Regions from separate parts of the Mus musculus genome. Here all the other regions are linked to region 1. The links are chromatin contacts, called in public HiChIP or PLAC-seq maps. All regions are on one chromosome and are shown on one strand. Each heading gives the region's core, a stretch centred on a gene start, on an enhancer-like site or on the middle of the called end of the contact. The rest is flanking DNA. Distances are from core to core; before and after follow the strand shown.

Evidence for each region. HiChIP or PLAC-seq counts read pairs in DNA pulled down with a chosen protein or histone mark.
Region 2: a FOXA1 HiChIP or PLAC-seq map of pancreatic cancer cells shows a contact between it and region 1. The contact joins two enhancer-like sites. A contact is called at or near these places in 1 of 39 promoter capture datasets (the C10 cell line), 1 of 484 Hi-C or Micro-C datasets (cardiomyocytes), 2 of 115 datasets of contacts at active chromatin or transcription factors (embryonic stem cells and pancreatic cancer cells) and 1 of 9 other capture datasets (embryonic stem cells).
Region 3: a contact with region 1 is called in a FOXA1 HiChIP or PLAC-seq map of pancreatic cancer cells. The contact joins two enhancer-like sites. A contact is called at or near these places in 1 of 15 datasets of contacts at CTCF or cohesin (the NIH/3T3 cell line), 16 of 484 Hi-C or Micro-C datasets (the Ba/F3 cell line, CD4 T cells, the G1E-ER4 cell line and 11 more), 6 of 115 datasets of contacts at active chromatin or transcription factors (acute myeloid leukemia, bone marrow-derived dendritic cells, embryonic basal ganglia and 3 more) and 1 of 9 other capture datasets (embryonic stem cells).
Region 4: a contact with region 1 is called in an H3K27ac HiChIP or PLAC-seq map of the NIH/3T3 cell line, with 4 times the contacts expected there. The contact joins two enhancer-like sites. A contact is called at or near these places in 1 of 15 datasets of contacts at CTCF or cohesin (the NIH/3T3 cell line), 12 of 484 Hi-C or Micro-C datasets (the Ba/F3 cell line, the G1E-ER4 cell line, LSK cells and 7 more) and 8 of 115 datasets of contacts at active chromatin or transcription factors (the NIH/3T3 cell line, acute myeloid leukemia, bone marrow-derived dendritic cells and 5 more).

Annotation. Positions count from the first base shown.
Region 1 is chr4:8,508,960-8,512,401 of GRCm38.p6, forward strand. No RefSeq gene overlaps it. Among named protein-coding and RNA genes, the nearest start is that of Rab2a, 25 kb to the right of the region's middle. Within about 2 kb of position 1,577, at least 78 of the 459 cell types and tissues checked have an H3K27ac peak or open chromatin away from gene starts, as enhancers often do. A contact at or near this core is called in the NIH/3T3 cell line, adipose-derived mesenchymal stem cells and pancreatic cancer cells, where this site is marked.
Region 2 is chr4:9,132,268-9,135,709 of GRCm38.p6, forward strand. The region is part of intron 1 of Gm50597 (a long non-coding RNA gene); the gene reads left to right. It overlaps Gm34288 (a long non-coding RNA gene), which reads right to left. Exons shown (of 4, transcript XR_881105.2): 2 at 3,197-3,257. Among named protein-coding and RNA genes, the nearest start is that of Gm34288, 8.6 kb to the right of the region's middle. Within about 2 kb of position 1,639, at least 41 of the 459 cell types and tissues checked have an H3K27ac peak or open chromatin away from gene starts, as enhancers often do. A contact at or near this core is called in pancreatic cancer cells, where this site is marked.
Region 3 is chr4:9,102,266-9,105,707 of GRCm38.p6, forward strand. No RefSeq gene overlaps it. Among named protein-coding and RNA genes, the nearest start is that of Gm50597, 18 kb to the right of the region's middle. Within about 2 kb of position 1,881, at least 30 of the 459 cell types and tissues checked have an H3K27ac peak or open chromatin away from gene starts, as enhancers often do. A contact at or near this core is called in the NIH/3T3 cell line, adipose-derived mesenchymal stem cells and pancreatic cancer cells, where this site is marked.
Region 4 is chr4:9,080,607-9,084,048 of GRCm38.p6, forward strand. No RefSeq gene overlaps it. Among named protein-coding and RNA genes, the nearest start is that of Gm50597, 39 kb to the right of the region's middle. Within about 2 kb of position 1,620, at least 72 of the 459 cell types and tissues checked have an H3K27ac peak or open chromatin away from gene starts, as enhancers often do. A contact at or near this core is called in the NIH/3T3 cell line and pancreatic cancer cells, where this site is marked.

The DNA of each region.
Region 1 (3,442 bases), core at 327-2,826:
GAAATGTTTGGGAAGGATTAGGAGGTGTGGCCTTGTTGGAGGAGGTGTGTCACTTGGGATGGGCTTTGAGGTTTAAAAACCCACTCCAGACCCAATCTTTCTCTGCCTCTAACTGTAGATCAGGATGTAAACTCTTAGCTACTGCTCCAGTGCCATGCCTGCCTGATACCATGCTGCCTGGTATGTTGGTCATGGACTCAACTTCTGAAATTGTAAGCAAGCCCCTGATTAACTTTTATTAAGTTGCTTCATATCTCTTCATAGTAATAGGAAAGTAAATATGACAGTGAATTTTAACATTATCTTTTCAATCATTTGTATTCTTTTTTTTTGTTGTTGTTGTTGTTGTTGTTCATTTTAAGACAGGGTCTCAGATGTCAGGCCAGCCATGAAGTCATCCTGTCAATGTTTCATATCTCTCCTTGTACTTCTCAAGTGCTAAAACTAGGTGTCTGCCAACACACCCAGATAAACTTGGTTTAATAAGTATTTATCTTATAAAAGTTTAAAATGGATGTTGATTGATAGTGACAAAATTGAAAGTTCTTTGTTTTGTATTTCATTTTGTTTGGGTGCTAGAGATTAATATAGGGCTTTATGTATGCTAAGCACATCCTCTGCTTTTGAACTATGCTTTAACCCCAAACTCAAGACTTTTAAAGAGATATCAGTCATTCACTCAGAATATAGCCCAGATCCTAGTACACATGAAGCCCTGAGATTGAGCCACAACACCACACACACACACACACACACACACACAGAGAGAGAGAGAGAGAGAGAGAGACAGAGACAGAGACAGAGACAGAGACAGAGAGACAGAGAGAGGGAATGCACAGAGATAAAAACAGAATACAAGACATAGAAGGAAAAACAAACACTTAGAGTGTATCCAGTATAAGCTGTGATGGTTGGTATTATACTCCAGCTCCCAGGGCAGGATATTTAAAGCATATATCCCACAACCAAGAATGTAGCTCAGGCTGTAGCACCTACAAGGCTGTTGTTCACATTCTAAAACAACAACTACAACAGATAGAAAGTAGGAAGAGAAAAAGCAAACAGTTAAGAGTATAAAAGCCTGCATGAGGTAGAATAGATGATGGACGGATTGTCATCCTCATAGGATCAGGGTCACCTAAGATTCAAGGCTCTGGGCGTGTCTGTGAAGGAGTTTCGAGGTCAGGTTAACTGTGATAGGAAGACCCACTCTGAATGTGTTCTTTGGGGCTCAGCTACTTTAAAAGTTACTAGACGGAGGATGAATCAAGGACAGAGCAGGGGTTTGTTTGTGGTTTTAGAGCCTTTTCCTTTAAGAAAAAGTGAGGCCCCTGGCCCTGCGCAGGTGCTGACACAGCGCTCCTTCAGATCAGCGCTGGAACTGCAGGGGGCTGGAACTGCAGGGGGCTGGACATGCAGGGCGGCTTTTCATGGAAGCTGCTGCTTTCAAAGCCTAGTGATCCCACTCCAGCTTTTGCTCACTTTTTCCTTGGCGCTCTCCCACGCATTCAGGGCTTACTCATCACAACCACTTCCTGGACACCCCTGCTCCAAACCTCTGCTCCTTCCTGGCCCTCTGGAATGTTCTCTTACCGCTCCCTCGCCTGTCAGGATCATGTTGACACACCCATTGCACTGCCCCAACTCTCTCCAGGGCTAACTTTAGTACCTTAGGGTTCTTCACATTTCCGGAGCACGGAGTATGGAACCTGACTGACCTTGGCGTCAGACTGAGAGAGCCAAATCAAGGTATACTGATGAACTAGGACACTATACAATGTGTCATTTCTAGATTAGCCCCCAGATACAAATAATTACAGAAAAGAAAGCACATTCATTCTTCCTAATACATAAATCCTCCTACCAACACTGCCTAGCTTCCGTGTAAATATAACAGATGTAGATTTCTATATTTTTGTTTGTTTGTTTTTCACATCAGCAGGTCTTTGTAATCAATATCTGCTTTTCAGTCTACAGGGACAACTATTAGCTTGATTCTATTCTTGAATGTCATGTGAATACGTTGAGAAGGAGGATCTGATCAGACCCAAGTTGATCATGATGATAATGAACTATGCTTCATAGAGCGGAATGACCGAGAAGTCACTAAACAGCAAAAGTGGTGGTAAATGTTTAAGTGTTTGTGTGTGCCTTGCTCCTGGAGCCAATCTGCTTTTCCATAATTTTGGATCCTTTTGCATTGTGTGACATGTTGATACCGGCTGGATGGAAACCGGGCCGCCCAGGACTCAACATAAAGAAGAACTGATCGACTTTACTGCAGAATTTACAGCTCTGAGCATGGGTGAGCGGGAGCCAGAAAGAAGCACAAAGCCTGTCTGTCTGCCTCCCGCAGGCATTGTGAAGTTGTCCTTGGCTTTGTGAGTCAGAGGGGTAGAGTAGCCTTAGTAAGTCAGGGGATCGCCAGGTTCGTGATGGTGACTGACATCATGGGAACGGGATCTTATTGCAAAAGAGTAAGGGAAGGCAAATGCAGACGGTATATACGTAGCAGGGAAAGGAAGAGCCCATCTGTCTTAGCCCATTTTGTGTGACTATACATGCATATCACAGAACAGGCAAACGACAAAGAACAGAACTGTATCTCTCGACAGTCTAACAGCTAATGTTTGCACCTCGTGAGTGCTTTGTTGCTGTGTCCTCACAGGGTCCAGAGACAGGCAAAGGGCAAGCTCTTCATTCAGTGCACAACAAAGGACAGTGAATCAACCCAGCCAGACTTCTTACACAGAAGAGCTTTTCTCAAAGCTTTATGACCACACATGAGATCATAGTTTGGGGACCCAAGTAGGCAGCTCCAACAACCACACTCAGCTGAGAAACTTATTTTCAAACTCTTTTAAACAGTAATATTTGGATGGTGACTTATACTCCATTTCATTTCTACTCCAACTAAAGCACATCACATCAGCTGGGTGTGGAGTTCAAGTCTGACACTAACTGTGCAGAGCAGGCAGAGACCTTACAGATCCAGAGCCAAGTCCTCTACAAGACAGCCGTCACCTCATACAGTCAGGCTTCCCCAGGACATCCTCGCTTCTCACTGCCTTAGTAAACCCAGAGGCTCCATAACATCCTCAGATCTGATCGTTTGCTAGAGCATGGTATTTACAGTAACATTTTATTATAAAGAATGCACATAGCTGTATGAGATGCTTAATTATAAACCCACAGGAAGATTGAGAAAGGAGGATTCAAGCCCAACTTGTGTTACGCAGCCAGACTCTCTCTCTCTCTCTCTCTCTCCCCCCCCTCACCCCCTCTCTCCTCTCCCCTCTCCCCTCTCCCATCTGTAAGACCAATGAAATGAGATGGCACAGTAAATAATGACACTTGTTGCTAAGCCTGACCTGAGTTTCATCTCTGGAATCACATGGTGGAAGAAAAACCCAACTCCTACAAGCTGTTCTCTTCTACCACC
Region 2 (3,442 bases), core at 389-2,888, 620 kb after region 1:
ATTGTGTCTCCCAGTTCTGACTATGACCCGGTGAGGCTGGAAGCTCTAAGGGATCTGGATTCTAGGAGGGTCTCAGTATTAATGCACCATGTTTGAGAGATGGGATGATCCACCAGGACCCCCCAGTGAGGAAGTGCAAGGTCCTTTGTCCATCAGTAGCCACACCCCACCCCTGCTGTCTTTGGATCTCTTTTCACAGCAGAGGAAGCTTTCTAGTGAAGAAACACAAGAAGGGAGAGCAGGGACATCAGAGGCTGAGTTTGAGTCTTGGGTGTGGGTGTGTTCTCAGGGGCGGGGCCTCAGACACAGGATGAGATTCATCTGAGCCTCTCGCTGTGTCCACACTTAGACGCTGCCTGTCTTTCTACTTCGTCCCGAGGCCTTAGAAGGGATACATGCTAGCTGGACCTTGCCTTCCAAAGATCCACTGTTGGAAACTCACATCCTAAATTCACATGTGGATAGCCTTTAGGTGTGCGGCCTTGGGGCGGGGGTGGGGGTGGGGGACAAAAGGAAGGATCCTGTGCTGGACCGTGTCAGCTGGGAAGATCTTCCAGTGAGCACTATTGCGCTCTTTGGTGTTGTGAGTTCCTCTACCACGTTGGAAGCAAGACAGCCCCTTGCCAAATGCTGGCACATTTACATTGGAATTCTAGCTTCTATAACTTCAAGAAATGATTTTTTCCTGTTTATCAATTACCCACTCTGTCCTATTCTGTCCTAGCAACAAAATGAGTCTGAAGCAGAATGTAAGACGTTAGCACACAAAATCCACAGTTAAGTTTTCCTTTTCCTGAGCTGTCTATTAACTTCGGCAATATCCTTTCGTTGTGTGCCCAGTGCACTGATGTGGCCCTCCTGGGTCTTCAGTGTTGCCGACCTGTCAGCCTGGATCTCTGCCACGTTCCCGAGCCTCTGGAATTGCTTTCCCCCTCTCCTCCAATGATAGCCTCCCTTTTCAGGGCTAAGCTCAGTGCTACCTTGCCATCTAATTAAAGTCTGATGCTCTAGGTGAACCTGACAGGCCAGAGACTTCCAAGTTTAATTGCTTTGCCCCTTCCAACTCCCAGTGGAGCCCAGCAAGCTTTAGCTGGCAGGTGGAAGCAGACGGCCGGGGCTAGTAGGCACATCTGAGACTTCCTGCAATGAGACGTCTCCCCCTGCCTTTATTTACTCTAGTGATGAAGATGTAGGGATTACTCAAGTATGACTCATGTTCCGTGCTAGTTCCAGGAGCTATGAAGGTGAATCAGATGGTGCTGACATGCAAGCAGCTCAGAGGAGGAGAGCAGATGGACACATAAACAGACTATTAAGCAGCTCCGTAGAGTTATAACGAAGAAAGGGGTATTTGGGACATGCAGAATAGACGTCTAAATCAGTGGGACTAGTAGAGAAGATGCTTGGGGGAAAGTCTGAGTCCTGAAAGACAAACTAATATGTGAGGCAAGAGAGGGCCAGCTCCATGCAAGGCAGCGTTACCAACAGCAGCAAGTCAGACCCAGGCATATTTTTTGAAACTCAGAAAACCATAATCTGGCCTGTTGTTTTGAATGGGAATTTCCCCTGCAGCCTGGGATTTTTGAACACTTGGTTCCCAGTAGACAATGCTATTTAGGGAGTTGTAGCCTTGCTGGAGGAAGTATGTCATTGGGGGCGGGTGGTAAGTATTTATAGCCTTGCCCCACTTACAGTTTGCTTTCTCTGGTCTGTGCTCATGGTTGAAAATGTCATCTATCCAGAATGCTAGCCACTTGCAGCCATGCCTCTCCACCATGAAGAACTCATATCCCTCTGGAACTATATAAGCCAAAATAAATCCTTTCTTTCATCAGTTTTTTTGGTCTTGGTGCTTTATCACAGCAACAGAGATCAAGAGTGTGGTGGCTCAAGTCTTTAATCCCAGCCATTGGGATGCAGATATAGATAGATCTTCATGAGTTCAAGGCCAGCCTGAAATACAGACTAGGTTCCAGGACAGCCAGGGCTACAACTTGAAACCTTACAGAAGCAAAATGAAACAAAACAAAACAAGGCACGAGAACAGAAAAATACCTGGTTTGTAGAGTTTGGAGAGTGTTTACGGTGAGGCTGACCTCATATAACTCAGAGGCAAAATTTTCACTTGTAATTGCCGTCTTCTTCTTTGTTAGACAGGTCTACAACTAGCCCAGGCTGGCCTCTAAGTTGCTATGAAATTGTGTCAACCTTGAGTAGTTTCAGGCCTCTACTACCCAAGCTCTGGGATTACAGACGTGTACCACCATACTCCGTTGACACCTGGTAATTTTAATCAGTTTATGAGGAATCCTTAAAAGCACTCACTGAATAGCCGGGTTTAGTTGAACGTATAAGGCTTTCTTCAATGTCATAATAAGAACAGCCTGTTAGTTCACTTGTTCAACGCAGATCTCTTTGCCATAATGTGGAGGATGGGCCTGAGAAAGCCAGGACTGAAGGCTGGGATGCCTGGCAGCTACCAGATGTGGCTATGATTGGACATGGAATGGAGAGGGAGGGTTGCTGAGACCTTCCCCCAGGCCAGCTCCAGTGGAGGCAGAGAGAAGATAGTATACCCTTTAATCATGAAGGGCACATTCTAAGACCCTCAGAGGAAGCCTGAAACTATTCATCCTACTGATACATATATCCTTAGGTATATTTAATATATTTCTACATATACACACCTAGGTCAAAATTTAACTTATAAATTAGTAAGTTAAATCTATAAATTAACCTACAACAAGGTTCAGGAAAAGGTTAACGAGAGCAGTAAGACAGAAAATTACAACAAACGTTAATAGTCATTTTCTCTTGTTTTCTAAATGTCTTTCTGAAAGTGTAGATCTTAACAATGTTACTAGACGTTTTGTTCTTTTCTTATTAAGCTTATTATTATAGCACCTTCCCATTTATCAAAAGCACTTTCCAACTTGTCTTTGGCACGCCTAAATTCCTAGCATTGCCTGTCTTGCTCGAAGGGGTTGTTGTACAAGTAAATTTGGTTTACTGAGCACAAACTTTGTGATACCTCAATAAGCGAGCTGAGGGTCACGTGAGTAACGGGAAGGTAGCCTATATAGTGTGGATACAGAGAACAAAGGTTCGATTCTCATTCCAGATAGGAAGGGACTGGATACTGTGAAGTGTCATTGCCCCACTTAGAATAGCATTCAATACAAAACGTACAACTTACTTATGTATGGAACTTTCCACGTAACATTTTCAGAACGTGGGTGAGGACAGATAATTGAAACCTGGAAAAGAAAGACTGCTGGAGTGATGTGGGTTGGGCTAGCTGAGTAGAGGGATTGGGTTCCCATTGTGAGGATTTTATGGGGCTTGTGGCTGGTGGCATACGTTTGTATTTTATCCTCAGATCCGACCTGTCCACCCTATGCACTGTCGCTCTTTTCAACTTGACCTCATTTGACCTTGTCAG
Region 3 (3,442 bases), core at 631-3,130, 590 kb after region 1:
GGCAGTGTCTCAATGGCCTTTCCTTCAGTCTTTGCTCCACACTTTGTCTCCATATTTCCTTCCGTAAGTATTTTGTTCTCCTTCTAAGAAGCTCTGAAGCACACACACTTTGGTCTTTCTTCTTCTTGAGCTTCATGTGGTCTGTGAATTATATCTTGGATATTCCGAACTTTTGGGCTAATATCCACTTATCAGTGAGTGAACACTGTGGTGTTCTTTTGGCCTAAACTCTTTTTTTTTTTTTTTTTTTTCGGTTTTTCGAGACAGGGTTTCTCTTTATAGCCCTGGCTGTCCTGGAACTCACTCTGTAGACCAGGCTGGCCTCGAACTCAGAAATCCTCCTGCCTCTGCCTCCCGAGTGCTGGGATTAAAGGCATGCGACACCACGCCCAGCTTTGGCCTAAACTCTTAATGTGTATGAAGGAGAGAGTGGGAGGGTAAAGACAGAGTAGTGAGAGGAGAAAGACGGAAGGGGCAAGGAGGAGGAGGAGGAGGAGGATGAGAAGATGGAGTGTAGACAAGCAAGCTATTCTTCTGTGAGGTGCCCCTGCTTCTGTAATTAGGTGCGGGTGTTCCTGCTCCTCAGGAAGCAATGGCAGTGCAGCAGAGCAAAGGTGTCTTAGCTGCTGCTCTGTTGCTATGAGGAGATACCGTGAGCAAGGCAACTCTTATGAAAGAAACCATTCAGCTGGGGGCTTTGCTTCGTGTTTCAGTTATTGAGACTGTTATTATCATGATGGAGCATGGTGGCATGCAGGCAGGTGATGGAGCAGTAGCTGAGGCTAAATCCTCATACACAGGCTGTGAGAGGGAGCCTCTGGACTTGGCATGAGCCTATGAACCTCAAAGCCCACCCCAGTGACACACTTCCTTCAACAAGGCCATACCTCCTAATCCTTCTAATCCTTTCAAATAGTACCACTAAGCATTAACATATAAGAGCCTATGGGGGCCATTCTTATTCACCATAGAAGGCTTTCATTCCCTTCATGCTGGCAGAGGTAATTTATCTCCCTAATTCAGGATAGGCCCTGTTTTGGATAGAGTACAAATAAGCTCACTTGTTTTAACACTTCCTCCCTGATTGGTGGCATTGTTCAGAAAGGCTGTAGAACTTTTAGAAGGTGGAGCTTTGCTGCAGGGATTAGGTCACTGGGGCTAGGACTCGATGTTTCATAATCCAGCCTGATGTTCTGTCTGCTCTCTACTACGTAACCATCTAGTATACCCTCCTTACCTCCATGACTTCCCTACCACAGTGACAACGGTCTCTCAAACTTTAAGCCGAAAGTAACACCCTTCCTCCCTTAAGTGGCCTCTTGTCAGGGTATTTGGTGACAGCAATAAGAAAAGTAACTTCTTCAGGTAGCATCCAAGAAAATGCACAGTAAGCCATGCAATGAAAAGTTCCACATAGAAAGTAGTGACACAGTTTTGTCAATGGGCCTTTAGAAATGACATTGCTTGGTCTCCCTGGATTCTTGTGAGGACCCAAGTGGAATGAGGGGTTAGGAGTGTGGATGTAAGTAAGGGACAAGGGCTCACTTCAAGGGTCCCCCTCCAAATGCTGTGGTGTGGTGAGGCCATGACACAGCCAGGAGGACGCTGGCTCGGGATCGATTTGGTAGTCTCTGAGTGAGTGTGCTTGTTTTAACTCAGATGAACTGAGGGCTGTTGTATCCTGGTATCTGAAGGAAGTATGATTCTTCAGAGGGTTTGCGGTTTAAGTAAGTATCCTTGAGGTATCCGACTTCTAAAGAAAATTAATCAGCAAATGAGCATGTCTGAATGCAGGCAGCATGAGGCTGTAGACCGTGCTACTTCTGGAATAACAAAAGGCGAGAAGGAACCTTAAGGAAATGGGCTGGCTCAGAATTATGAATCACGGAGCCCATTTCTTACAGTGATTAATGATGAATCACTCTTTTAACTTTGGATGGAATAATGGGCTGCATCTGAGGAGCCCCATTAATCATCATGAGAATTAGGCTTCTGCCGATTCATTACTGCAGGGTCGACATGTGCTAAACAGTTGAGCGGGATTGCAGGAAGGGGTGAACTTTAGGCAAGGGCTGACTTAAAGAATGCAAACATCAGGGGTCTTTTCTCACTGCTGGGTGGGGTTGAGTGGAGAGGACGTCTCCTATGTAATCCCTCAACTGCTGCCTTCCAGAGGCGCAACAAAACACCAGCTACAAAGTCCTTAGGCTTTTAGATCCAGGGTCAGGACACAATAGACAAAATCGGCATGTATCATAAAAACCTGATACTTTCATTCATTTCTTGCTTTATGTTAACAGTCTGCTGTACACTGGGCTGTCGAAAGGCATGCACGCCAGCAAAATGAGCTTATCCTTCTTCTTGAAGAACAAAATCACCCCTACTAATTTTCTTCTTTTCTGAAGATGTCTTGGTATAGATAATAAAAACCCAGGCTGCAGGCAACAGAAGGGAAAAACCTGGTCTATATAAAAGGAAGTCAGATTGGATTCGTCGTTTGGCCAACTTCAAAGCCCCTGAGCTGAAAAGAGGGTTAACCAGTTGTTCCGACAGATTTAAACCAAGGGACTTCAAAGGGACAGGCAGTGTGCACAGCTCTTTGGCGTTGGACAGAAGTGATGGGAACCCCTAGGGAATGTCATGTAGTCCTTGACTCAAGTAGATGCGATTGTCATAGGATAAAAATCACACCTAGATCACAAAGGCTGCACATTGCTTAATGTCGTTAGCTCCAGTGGTCTTGTTGAGTCATGATGCCCATTCCAGTCACCATCTGGACTCTTACCTTGCCCGACAGAATACAGTTTTTAATGTGTTTTTTAAAGGATTATATACAGCTTTAATTTTTTGTAGTAAAAGAATAATTGTAATTGACATGTTTGAAAAGTAAATGCTTTTGTCAGTACTTATGAGAAGGAATGAAGAACTGCTTAGCACATAGAGAGCTGCTATATGTAGCTTACGCCTACCAATGATGCTGTTATGGGACTTCAGTGGCTTCATAGCTGACTTCTCTGTCCCCAGGTCCTTTCTCAATCAGCCCATTTTTCATACCTGACAGAAAGAGCCCCTGAAGGCAGAAGACATCTGAATCCTGCCTGCAGTGAGACCCTAGTGGGGCAAAGGTCCTGGGTCCTCATCTCCAACCATCTTAGGCAGTCAGCATGGAGGAGGGGGAACAAGGTGACCGTCTCCAGTCATGTACACACACCCCTTCAAGACAAACTGCCAGGCTTGTAGAGAGTGAAACTTGCAAGGGACCAACTAAAACATACTTCAAGGCATAGCTAAAGGTATATTTTGCAAGGTGTGGTGACATATGCCTTCCCTCCCCAGAATAAAACATTTAATGCTGAACTTTTAAATTATATCTGAAGCATGAGTTCATTCAAGAAAAAAATAATCTCATTTGGATTCTTTCTTTTAAGCATTTACAAGAAGG
Region 4 (3,442 bases), core at 370-2,869, 570 kb after region 1:
CAGTGCTGTGGCACGTAGTAGCGAGCAGGGGACACTCACCCTTCCTCCTAAGTTGAGATCTAAAGCAGAAAATCACCATTGCTACTGATGTCCATGCATAAACTCACTTTTGGTGATTCAAGGGAAGCAACCCGATAGGACCTCAACGTTATCATCTCGTCACGTCACGAGACTCAGAACTGCAAGTTTCTTTCTCTCTTTCACTTATTCTCTTTGTCTGAGCCATTTTCTAACCTTTGGGCTGTTTTTATATTTATTTTTCACTACTCTGGGAGAATGATTCATGCTGGGTGGGAACTCCTTGTTCTGCCTTTGCCTTTCCTTGTGAAGTCAGATACCCACAAGAAAGGGCCAAGACCACAACATGTGTTAGCCGATGCCCAGTGTCTTGCAATCTCTCTCTCCGGCTGTGCCTCCATTTCCTGGCCATCTAACATATCAGCGTGTGCTTTTCTGCCACGCTGTCAGGATCAAAAGTCAGCAGAGATGATTCAGGCTCCTTGTCTATTACGAAATAATTGTCTTATCTGCATGATAATACACACATATATTTCAGCTAAATTATCTACATTCTAAGGACTCATTCATGCTCTGGAGAAGGTGATGGATACGCCAGATGCTTACACGTGGTGAGATGGCGAAGAGAGGTGGAGCGGGGCACCTTGCCAACTGTTTGGGTGGCTATTTGTCAGGAGAACGAGTCACGCCTGCAGCCCCGGCTGTCCCATTCCTGATACTGCTTTTAATACGTTTCATTGGAAAGAGGCCAAGGGCCCTACACCAAAACTTCAGTCCGTTTCTCCCCCTATTGACAGTGGTCTATTCCTACCCTGCCTTTCTCTCTCTACAGGCGACCTGTGTCTCCCTAGGTGTGATAATATGCTTTGTTTCAAAGCTAGGACACTACGCTATTTTATATTCTTCATCTTATTCTTGAAGTGTTCACCCAAAATGTATTATGGAGTCTGGGGAAGCCTTCACCTACAGACAAGGTGATCTACTTTGCTTGCAATCTGTATCAATAAACTACTCCTGAGTTCTCATCAGCTCAATGCTTGGCTGGAGGCTTTACCCATGCATCATGTTCGAGGAGAGAGGACATGCTCTGTTGTTGACTGGACCACAGAACTCAGGGTTAGTGTGAGCAGAGCCAAGGCCACACTGGAGCCATCTGCTAGGACCTGAGGGAGGGAGTTCAGTGGGCCGGCTGCTCTGCAAGCCTGTAATGTGAGAACTCTTCCGTTGCCATGCAGTGGGCAGGATGGCGCCCTAACTCCTTGGGCAGCTTTTGTGTTCTTATGATGGACTGAGCTGACCTTACCTCTCCCGCTGTCCTATTGTCTTAAGAAGGTGGCTGGGGAAGCCTCAGGGAGGGCTGATCTAAAGTAAGCAGAAACCCGGGGCGGCTTCTCCAAGACAGTCTCCAAGGCGATCTCCAGGGCTGGCTGGCTGGTGGATCTGGCGGTAGCAACCAGGGGCACGTGAAGACTTAGATGAAAGGCAGCTGTGTTGTGCCGGCAGTGGGAATTGGGAGCTGTATTTGTTCTGCATTCTGCAGTGTGCTGGGCTAAGCTGTCTCTATGACCTTGACAGTTAGGGCAGAACTAACTGTCTGGCTCTGTGACATGGGAAGGGCTTAGTCGGTACCTCTATTTGCTAAATTGGGGCCAATGTGGTTGAGGACACTTGGTTATTTCGAGTGTTTGTTTATCTGCCAAGTTTGGTGATCAATGCAGGGCAGGAGGCCAGGTGTGGTCACATGTCAGCACTGTGATCAGGAAGTGTGGAAATTTCTAGTTTCCACTTTCATCTATTTTTACGACCATCTTTATTGGGTTTTCTAAGAGTCTGGAACATGCAAACTGTGTGAATCAGAGGGAAACTTTATAACGTTTAATTCATCATCCTGAAACTGGGCAAATTTTTTCTCTAATCACACATGGAGCAAGTGTGGAGGGCACTTTGAACCCAGTGATTCCCTCCCTTGCCTTGGGTGCTAAGGAAATAGTGCGAATGAACAGTGTCTAGTCTGGAGGCCCTTTCTGTGTGTTTTTGAGCTTTCCCTGTTCTCAACTTGGTGTGTTGTTCCCGAGTATTTTTTAAAGAGTTCAAAGCATTTGGGGATTGCATAAATGCATTTTAAAATAAAATGCCAATTGAGAAGCAAAATCTCACCTTAGGGTATAAAGTGAGGAGGTGGCGCTCTAAGGTATGGTTGCGGGGAAAGTTTGTTTATTGAAGATGTGAGAGAGAGCACAGCCAGAGGCACTGGAAGAGAGTCCAGAGCAAGGAGAGAAAGCGGGGTCCAAACACGCCCAGTAGGCTGAAACAGGGCATTAGAGGAGAGAGGGGGGCGGGGAGAGAGGAGGGCCAAGGGAGTGGATGGGTGAAATGGCTGGGCGCTATAAGAACCAGAGGCTGGGGGAAGGGAAGTTGGAGAAATTTAGGGTAGGGGGCGGGGTCAGAGAGCTGAGAAGAGTCACCACCAGTACTCAGTGAACCTGGAGGCCAGCGTGCACTTTGGTATGATGATAGTCACCGCACTGGTGTATGATGTCGCTATGTTAACACGAAGTCTGAAAAATCAGCTTAGTAACAGGATTAGATTCACTTTGAGAATCTTCCGGCCGGCGCTCGTGAAGAGGAAGATAAGGAGAAAGATGTGTCTAAGACTGAAAGCCGTGCCACACTCCAACTTAGTATTTCTCTGAAATAAGCTCTTGGGGAAAAACTCAAACCATCTGGGTTAGATTATCGAATGTAAGCATAGGATGGAAAGTGGTCTTTGGGACAGTGGAATGAATGCTTCTGGAATTTATAATCTCACTGTCCCCATGTCTTTACCGATGAAATAAAAGAACCCCCCTCTGCTTTGACTATTTATGTTTTCCTCAGTTGGGGAAGGGCACTCAGATGAGGTTGGAGGGACATGTGAGAGGTGGCATGAAACGAACTCCATGTGATTTTTTTTTCCTTTTATTTTCATATCTCAGTTCCCTGGCCGTTCCCTTCAGTTCTCGAGGTGTTGACAGCTGGAAATAACGCTGGACTGCAATCCACTTTTCGGAAGTTATTGATATTTCCTAACTGAGGTCCAGGGCTGTGACTCGGTCTAGGTGAAAATGTGCCAAGGTCTTGAGTCTCCTGTGCCTCATCCAGGTTTATTACCGTTTCGGTAACACAATGGCAGGGGCAGGAAAGCAGGCTGCTGCCCGGGGCCCCATGCTGAATGGATCTCTTATTCTCAGAACGGCTCAGCATAGCGGGCAAAGCCACCGAGCAGTCGTTCTTTCTTTTGAGTTATACATTTGTTTGAGTTCCAAAGCGCTGTTGAGTGTTAGAGATCTAAAATGTTCTTTCTACAGAGTTAATAGCCACTTGTACTATGAAAAATTACCCTAACTGATTTTACCAAAGAGCCCGTGGAAAGGGAAACAAGGCA